Linked DNA regions of Sus scrofa: all the other regions are linked to region 1. Evidence: chromatin contacts called from public Hi-C and HiChIP or PLAC-seq data. All regions are on one chromosome and are shown on one strand. The core of a region is the stretch at or near the end of the contact, and the rest is flanking DNA. Distances in the headings are between cores, read along the strand shown. Region 1 holds the start of NUDT2 (nudix hydrolase 2). Region 2 overlaps DNAI1 (dynein intermediate chain 1, axonemal). Region 3 holds the start of ENHO (energy homeostasis associated).

What was found. Hi-C and Micro-C count contacts between places; a contact is called where the count stands out from the background. HiChIP or PLAC-seq counts read pairs in DNA pulled down with a chosen protein or histone mark.
Region 2: an H3K27ac HiChIP or PLAC-seq map of skeletal muscle shows a contact between it and region 1, with 2.3 times the contacts expected there. The contact joins the enhancer-like site here to the promoter of NUDT2 in region 1. A contact is called at or near these places in 2 of 5 promoter capture datasets (fetal skeletal muscle and liver), 11 of 47 Hi-C or Micro-C datasets (embryonic fibroblasts, fetal heart ventricle, fetal skeletal muscle and 5 more) and 1 of 2 datasets of contacts at active chromatin or transcription factors (skeletal muscle).
Region 3: a Hi-C map of skeletal muscle shows a contact between it and region 1, with 3 times the contacts expected there. The contact joins the promoter of ENHO here to the promoter of NUDT2 in region 1. A contact is called at or near these places in 3 of 47 Hi-C or Micro-C datasets (heart right ventricle, liver and skeletal muscle).

The regions. Positions count from the first base shown.
Region 1 is chr10:32,465,543-32,468,242 of Sscrofa11.1, forward strand. NUDT2 (nudix hydrolase 2) reads right to left here and starts at 1,293. Exons shown (of 4, transcript NM_214309.2): 1 at 1,210-1,293. The region is part of intron 2 of KIF24 (kinesin-like protein KIF24); the gene reads left to right.
Region 2 is chr10:32,294,307-32,297,006 of Sscrofa11.1, forward strand. DNAI1 (dynein intermediate chain 1, axonemal) reads right to left here. Exons shown (of 20, transcript XM_021064678.1): 12 at 2,540-2,583. It overlaps LOC110255674 (a long non-coding RNA gene), which reads left to right. Exons shown (of 3, transcript XR_002336316.1): 2 at 417-645; 3 at 2,016-2,700. Among named protein-coding and RNA genes, the nearest start is that of ENHO, 23 kb to the left of the region's middle. Within about 2 kb of position 1,320, at least 36 of the 83 cell types and tissues checked have an H3K27ac peak or open chromatin away from gene starts, as enhancers often do. A contact at or near this core is called in embryonic fibroblasts, fetal skeletal muscle and skeletal muscle, where this site is marked.
Region 3 is chr10:32,271,781-32,274,480 of Sscrofa11.1, forward strand. ENHO (energy homeostasis associated) reads left to right here and starts at 1,356. Exons shown (of 2, transcript NM_001164858.2): 1 at 1,356-1,561; 2 at 2,519-2,700. The coding sequence starts at 2,680.

The DNA.
Region 1 (2,700 bases), core at 43-2,542:
ACAACCCTACATGGAGCTACTGTCAGTTTTCCGGAGAGCTAAAAGGAAACTATAGCCCAGAGGTACGTCTGGATAGTGACTTAAAAGTTGATCTGCGGAGTTCCCGTCGTGGCTCAGCGGTTAACGAGTTTGACTAGCATCCATGAGGATTCAGGTTTGATCCCTGGCCTTGCTCAGCGGGTTAAGAATCCCGCGTTGCCGTAAGCTGTGGTTTAAGTGGCAGATGCGGCTCAGATCTGGCATTGCAGTGCTTGTGGTGTAGGCCTGGCAGCTACAGCTCCGATTGGGCCCCTAGCCTGGGAATCTCTATATGCCGAAGCTGCGGCCCTAAAAAGCAAAAAAAAAAAAAAAAAAAAAAAAAAGGTAGATCTGCCTATCTCCCAACATCGTTCCCAACCTTGCTCTATACTAGCTGCATTTGGCTATTCCATTGCATTGAGTTTTAATTTTAATTTACCATTTTATTTTAATCTGCCATTTATATGTGTATACGTAGGTATTCGAACATATATATTTTTTTTCCTTAGGAAATATAACAAATACACAGAGTACGAAACAGGCCACAAGGGAAAAAGGAAGTTTTCTGTTCTATTTTGTTTTGGCTGTGCCCTTTGGCATATGAAAATTCCGGGCTGGAGATGAAACCCGCGCCACAGCAGTGACCCAAGCCTCTGCAGTAACAAAGCGGATCCTTAACCCGCTGAGCCACAAAAAAACTCCAGTAAGTTATGTTTTAGGTAGTGGGACTCTCGGGTGACTTTACTTCTGCTATAATTACAATATTATCGATTCAATAAATGAAGTAATTAGAAAATATAAAACCTCTTTTGGAAAGTAGGCAGGGTTTAAAGGGTAACAACAAAGTTAAAACTGAGGTCCAGGGAGGAGAAGGTATGGCGCTCGGATCGCTGGGCCCTAAACACAGAACTCCGGGATTCTGAAGACCCACTCGATCACCATTTACATGAGGCTAAGCAAGGCTCGCGGGGCCATTGATCTCTCCCTTCTCCCTGCGCATATAAGAAAACTGAGATCCTGCGAACTGCGGGGGCCTGGCCTGCACACGCCACACTGTCAGCTTGGAGGAGAGCACGTCCATCTTTGACCGTGCAGCCACAGGAAGTTATTCAGCTGCAGGTTCTCATTGCCCTGAGCCTCAGTTTCTCCGCGGAGAACTAAAGCCAAGGATCCCTCTCTAAGGCTACTCACCCGAAGCAGAAAAAGGCAGAAGGCGGGCCCTGGACAGAGACTGGGGTGCACCCACCAATCCGGAGAGCTCGGCTGCGCTCTGGGCAACCAACAGCTCTGGGGCAAAAAGATGGGAACCCGCCTCAAAGGCTCCAGTTTTCTCTTTCAGAACATCGCGAGATTTTCACTTACGCGGAACCATTGGTTGAAAAGCGGAAATTGAGGGATACGCCCACTGCTTCATCGGGTCCTGATTGGTCTTCTAGAGGAGAGGGCGGCTCACGTTCCCGAGTACCCTGGATGCCCATTGGTGGAATGTGCGGGACTGCCGGCGCGCGGGCGTCGGCGCGGGCGTTCGAACCAGCGCTTGGCGGCGTTGCCATAGGGATGCGGCCTGGCCGCAGTCTCTAGCTCCGGAGCTGACAGTGCGCGTCGGTCGCCCGCCTAGGGGCTCTCACCTTTCGGTGTTGTCTTCTCTTGTCCTCAGACAGGGTTGACCGAGGAGGAATTTGGAAGCCTCCGAGGTGAGAAATGGCGAGGGAACACCGGGGCGGGGTGGCCTGGTCGGGAGCCTTGGTGCCTGCCCCGCGGGAGAAGGTCCGCAGGGCGCCCGCCGAGCGCGTGAGGAGGCGGGTGGTTGCAAGGGAACCGGGGATTGGCTTCTCTCGGGTGTCCGAACGTCCAGCGAACTCGCCTTTTTCCTGGCTTCTCCTGTGAAGCCTTTTCTGAGTCTCTTGCTTTGAACCCTTAACCCTAACTGGAACCTCTCTTAGAGCATTTTTGTTCCGCCTTAGGTTATTTGTGTACTTCCGCGAACCCCCGTTTCCTCTCTTGTCCCATCTAATTCAGAGGTCTTTGAGGCAAGGCAAGCAACTTTACATATGTAGATTTTTCAAGAAATATTTGTTGAGTTAAATTTAATTCACCTCAGATAGGTTGAATTCCTCTCTATTCCCTGCCGCATTTTTCCTTCCATACAGAGATTATTTTTTATTTTTATGGGTATGGGGGAGGACATCGTAATCTCATATTCAGCAGAACCTGAAAGTTCACGGTTGGCCTTTCCACTCTTTGTGAAAGGGAAAACTTTTGGATTACTTGCTACAATTCTTCCTTTCCGTCTTGTGGTTTTTAGTCTTGGTCTCCCAGTGTATTTTATCAGACTTTCTATTAGCCTTTATTAAAAAAAACAAAAAACAAAAAACAAAAAAACAAAAAAAACCCCCACCATTCTGGAGTTCCCGTCGTGGCTCAGTGGTTAACGAATCAGACTAGGAACCATAAGGTTGCATGTTCGATCCCTGGCCTTGCTCAGTGGGTTAAGGATCTGGCATTGTCGTGAGCTATGGTGTAGGTTGCAGACGAGGCTCGGATCCCGCGTGGCTGTGGCTGTGGCCGGCGGCTACAGCTCCGATTAGACCCCTAGCCTGGGAACCTCCATATGCCATGGGAGCAGCCCTAGAAAAGGCAAAAAGACAAAAAAACCCCAAAAAACCAAAACAAAACCATTCT
Region 2 (2,700 bases), core at 70-2,569, 170 kb before region 1:
ACTGCTTCTATGCCGTTGCAGGCAGTGGCCCAGATACTTTTCCCCACCTGCTTGCTCCTGGCCTGGCTCCAGCTAATGGGCCTTCTACCCAAATGCGGGATGGGCCCCAGTCCTTCCGAGGGTCCCTGCCTTCCCCTGCCCAGGTCTTATTTGACTGAGTCAGAGAATAAACATCTGGGAATTCCAGGCAAAAGGAGTCCTGGGCTGAGCTCATTCGTGGTCAGACCCAAACAACAAACTCAAATTCTCACTTGAGGTTCTGTCCACAGGAGGCTGATGCTTATGGTGGGAGGTTGGCATCTGGGAGTTTGCACAGAGCGTGTGATGGATGCTGGGGTGCCAGCTTCTCTGCACAGTGACCTGGTCCAGTAGCTAGGGTACCTTTGCCTACTTCAGCTTTGCCCTCTTTCTTCCAGGGAGGCTCCTGGGCATTCAAGGGCATGGGACTCCCAGAGGCGACCTCTGGAGTGAATGCAAGGGCCTTGTGAGTTCCAGTGCACCCTGGCTCTATCCGGGACCCTGCAGCGTGGTGCTGAGATGCGCAAGGCTCTGGAGAAGAGACGCCCATTGCAAAGCTGGTCAACAGCTCCCGTGCCAGTGGCAGCCGATGCTGGTGCCACCACTGGCCCCACTCTCTAAGAAAAGGTAGGGGCCTCGTCTGAGTTCCTCTCTGTCCCCACAGCCCCCTCTCTCTGCTCAGGCCACCTGAAGGTCCGGCAGGAAAGCTAGGAGACAGAATGACAGACAAATCGTCAATGGTTGTGCTTTATGTGTGGGTGATTCCTACAGCTTACAGGGCACGTGTCTCCTAACAGCCCTGAGATGGAGGGCCGATGGGCATCAGCCTCTCTGTCACCAGGGCAAAGAAAAAAAAAAAAAAAAAAAAACAGGGTCTCAGCAGCTTCTGGCCCCAGGTCACACCACTGGGAAGTGACCTCCCTAGCCGGAAGGTCTGCAACCCATAGTGGTGCCACCCAGGCACGTGGATGTGGCCAACAAAGGACAAAGGGCCCTTCCCTGGTGCCTGCCTGCCCAAAGGAGGCTGCTGGGCTTGCCCGGCTCACAGCCATCAATTCCTGGGGGGGGGGAGGGGTTGGTCTTCTCTGCTGCTTAGGGCTAAGCCTGCCCCCATGGGCAATCTCTACATGACCCCCCAACTGGCTGAGCCCCCCTTCTGGCCCTGGGTGAGGCTAGAGCTGAAGCGGTTTCTCCTCCCACCTGCTGGGGAGCCCCCTCCCCCATGCTCGGTCCTGGGCAGAGAGCCTGGGCGGAGAGCAGCCTCATAGAGGGCTCCACACCCACTCCTGGGAGGGCCTGCTTGGTCCCGGCCCTGTTCCAGGCCCAGTAGCTGCAGCAGAGGGGGGAGGAATGTTCGTGCTCCCTGCCAGCGGGGGCGGGTGCTCCCCACTTGGCAGCAGCCCATCCTCGGGAGTGGGGACACAAAGCGGGCATTTAGGGCATCCTCAAAGGCAGCCCTGACCACGGGACTGGGAGCAGCTCCAAGGGCTCCTCCCTGAGAGGAATGACAAACACCAGCTCCTCCGCGCCCCCCCCTTCCTTCCCCCACCTCCGCTCAAAGAATGGGCTGGGCGGACAGGCGGCCTGAGGGGGCAGAGACCAGGAGCCCATGCGCCTGCCAGCCAGCAGCAGCAGCTTGGAGAAGGGGAAGGCTCTGCGGCTCGCAGAAGCTAAGCCTCCCAGCCAGAAAACACGCCGTTAGCCTGCGGAGCGGCAGCTACCGCGAAGCATGAGGCCCTCTCCCGTTAGGAAGCGGGAACGTCCAGGCCAGTGCGGAGGCAGGGGCTTCTGCGGGCGACCGGGGAACAGAAGGAAAGCCAACTGCCCCAAGGTCTCCACAGTGCTGCCCCCTGCTGTGGGGGGAGGGTAACTGGCGGGAGGGAACATCCCAGGGCGGTGGCCTCCTGGGGTTCAGGGGCAGTGATGAGCACCAACACCGCCTCCAGCCCGGCCTGCTGGGGAAACTCTACCCTTCAGCCCCGTCCTTTCCTCCCCAGGTCGGGTCCAGTCTACCTTCTCGGCTTCTCAAACCCACTGCTCCAGCCCCGCGCCATGCTGGTGGCTCAGATCCTTTTCGTCTCTCCTTGGGATGTCTCACCAGTCCCCCCACCCCACCGCAGCAGTGGTTGGGTCCCAGTGCTTCTTGAATCCCTTCAGTGGTTTCCCCTCGGGAGAGAGGCCCAACTTCTTGCCCGCCCCCCTCCTCAGCTTCATTTCCTCCTGTGTCTCTCATGCCTCCCACTGGCCGTTGCATATGCTGCTCCCTATGCAGGAAGTCCTCTGCCCTCTCTTTCTCTGCCACAATAATTCCTTTGAGGCTCGTTTTGGCATAGCCCTTCACCCAGCACTAATTGCCAGTAGGATGGTGGGTCTTTTCCATTAGACTGGGAGCACCCTGAGGGCAGTGACTAGATCTTAGGCATCTTTGTATCTTTCACATCTGGCCTAGAGCTCTGCACTGAGTAGGTACTTGGTGTTTGCTAGTTGAGTGGGCAAAGGAACAAATAGCCAGATTACTTACAGGAGCCATATCCCACTGCAAACAGATCATTATACTTTGGATTCCTGCAAAGGAAATAAGAACCCATTGGCTCAGGAAATGGACATGGCTCTCCCGTGAACACTGGTGCCTTAACCACGCTGCATACATCTACTGTTGAGCTTAGAGACCTATGATGATCC
Region 3 (2,700 bases), core at 106-2,605, 190 kb before region 1:
TGAGATTTTTAGGGCCACACCTGGGGCATATGAAAGTTCCCAGGCTACTGGTCAAATCGGAGCTACAGCTGCCGGCCTAAGCCACAGCCGCAGCAACACCAGATCCGAGGTGTGTCTGCGACCTACACCACAGCTCAGGGCAACGGCAGCACGGGATCCTTAACCCACTGAGCAAGGCCAGGGCCGAAACCTCATGGTTCCTAGTCCCTTCGTTTCTGCTGCACCACAAAGGGAACTCCGACACCACCCTAATTCTGGTAGGCATTTGGATCTGTATCTAGAATTCCAGAGATAAATTAATGCTAGATTTGAGAGAACCGAGAGACTTCATGTGCTTATCCATGGAGAACAGTCAAGGGGAATGAGAAAAGGGTCCATTCAGAACACTAGGAATCACTGGCATATGAGGTAGGATAGGAAGGTCTGCCTGATGGCTCCTGCCCAAGCTCCTCTTAGGAGAGCTTCTAGGATGGATGTAGTCATGACTGGTCCCATTCCAGCCAGGGCTGAGCCATCCCTCAGAATAGCCTCATTCCTCTCTGTCCTAGGCTCCCCTACAGCAGAACAAAGTACAAGTCTGTGACCAACACTGGGTTGGAACTCAACAGATGTGTCCGGACAACTTATGCTGGCACGGCTGCTCACACCTCCTGGGATCGGGGCATATTGGAGCCAACTACAGACTCTTTGAAGTGGGGAGTGGGAGTGCACGTCCGTGAGCAGAGGGGTCTTCCAAGACCAGGAGGTTCTGTCTCCTCCCAGATGTGGGGTCCCAGAGCCTTCCTCCAGATGACGGGAGCAGAGACCTCTCAAAGATATTGAAGAGCGGTCTTCTGAAGTAGAGGAACACAGAGGCTTTGGCCTTGTTGAAATATTGCGCAGATCTTGTGTGGAAGGTGCAAGAAACCCCGGCAAGTAGGTGGGCCTCGCCCCCACCCCTTTCCCTGGGGAGGAATACAGCCGAAGTAGCCCCTTCAGTCCTCTTCCCTTCTCCGCCCCCTCCTGCACGAGGGGTGGGCCAGTCTTCGCCCAGCGCACCACCAATGGCAAGGGATCCTGGCACGGCCAGCCAATTGAATGGCGGCAGCGGCGAGGGGATGGCTCCGCCTCCAACAGGCTGCCGGCCGCTGGCCTCCCAAGAGGCGGGACTCTTCGCTGTTTTTGCTGCCGGCCGAGCCTGGCCGAGCCCAGCCGAGAGACCAGCCGAGCCCAGCCGAACCTTGCCGAACTTAGCCGAGCCCAGCCGAATCCCGCGCCCAGACTGCTGCCGCCGCCGCCCGAGCGCCGCCGTGCGAGCGAGCGGCCACGGCCGCGGAGGAGGCGCCGCCCCAGGGGGAGGAGGTGCCCGCTCGCCGCAGACCGCCCGCGGCAGAGGCCGCCCCGGTCGCGCCGCGGCGGGAGCGGCCGGCGGAGGCTGTACGGCGAGGGGGAGGGCCGGGGGAGGGGACGTCACCCCCGCCCGCCTCCTGCTGCCCCCCGCCTGCAGGCTCCCAGCTTCAATCGGCGCCCAGCATCCCGCTGCCCCAGACCTTCCCGCGGGCGCGCACCGGGCTCAACTCAGGTAAGAGGGGCCCTCCATCACAGGCACGGGGACGTGAGATAAAGAAACACGGACTCCCCCACAGAGACACAGCCGGGGAGAAAGAGAGACAGACACAAAGACAGACATACAGGAGACGCACAGAACTACAGAGACAGACCCTACGGAGAGGAGAGAGACACGTCCACAGGGACAGATGGACACACAGCGGGGAGGAAAGAGGGGGAGAGATACAAGAGATCCATACACAGACAGGGAGAAAGAGATGGACAGAGACTTACAGAGATACACAAAGAGACTGGGAGAGAAACAAGACACTCAGACACTAAGAGATGGGGACACACAGAGAAACGTATAAAGAGAGCCACCTAGAGAGACAGGTATACAGAGGCAGAGGCGCACATCCAGACAAGGGAACCAAGGGACAGAATAAGAGCCAGACATACAGACACACGCACCTGACCTGGAGAGACAGCCTTAGGGAGCGGAGCACCTAGGTACCTAGTCTTGGATACACAGATCCATACATGCCTGCCAGGCCTCCACAAAGTTCCCTCTGTGTGAGCTGGCGCCCCTGGAGGTCTCCTGGGCTGCTTGGCTAGCGTCCAGAGAGGTGGGAGGCGCCCAGGCCACACCGAAGCTGGTCACAGTACCCACCCTTGGAGGCCTTGGGCTTCCTCAATCCCACACACTCACGCGGTGCTTTTGTGGGCTGGATGCTCAGGGGGCAGGGCCAGGCCATGCCCACAGGGTCAAAGGAGAATGAGATACAGGCTGCCTACTCCAGCTTCCCCACTGTGGCCACGCCCCCATCCAGGTGCCCAGAGCCAGGTGTTGGCTCTAGGGGACCTGCTGGGAGGCCAGAGATGTGGGAGGGGGCTCTCCTCTCTACCCCTCTTTTCCTAGGCCTCACCCTGTCCCTTCCTCCTCACCACCCTTGCCTTTGCTCTGTCCCCCCCACCCCCAATCCCCCCACAGGCTCAGGACTGCAGGTGGACGTCTCCACTGTCCAGGAATCATTGAGTGTGTGGACCAGACAGCCTCCCTGGAAGGCCGGCTACCCCGGAGTCCCGCCTCGGCATGGGCCTCGCCATCGGGGCAGCTCCTGGGTCTGTGCTTGTCTGAGGGTGCTGCCCGTCATGGGGGCAGCCATCTCCCAG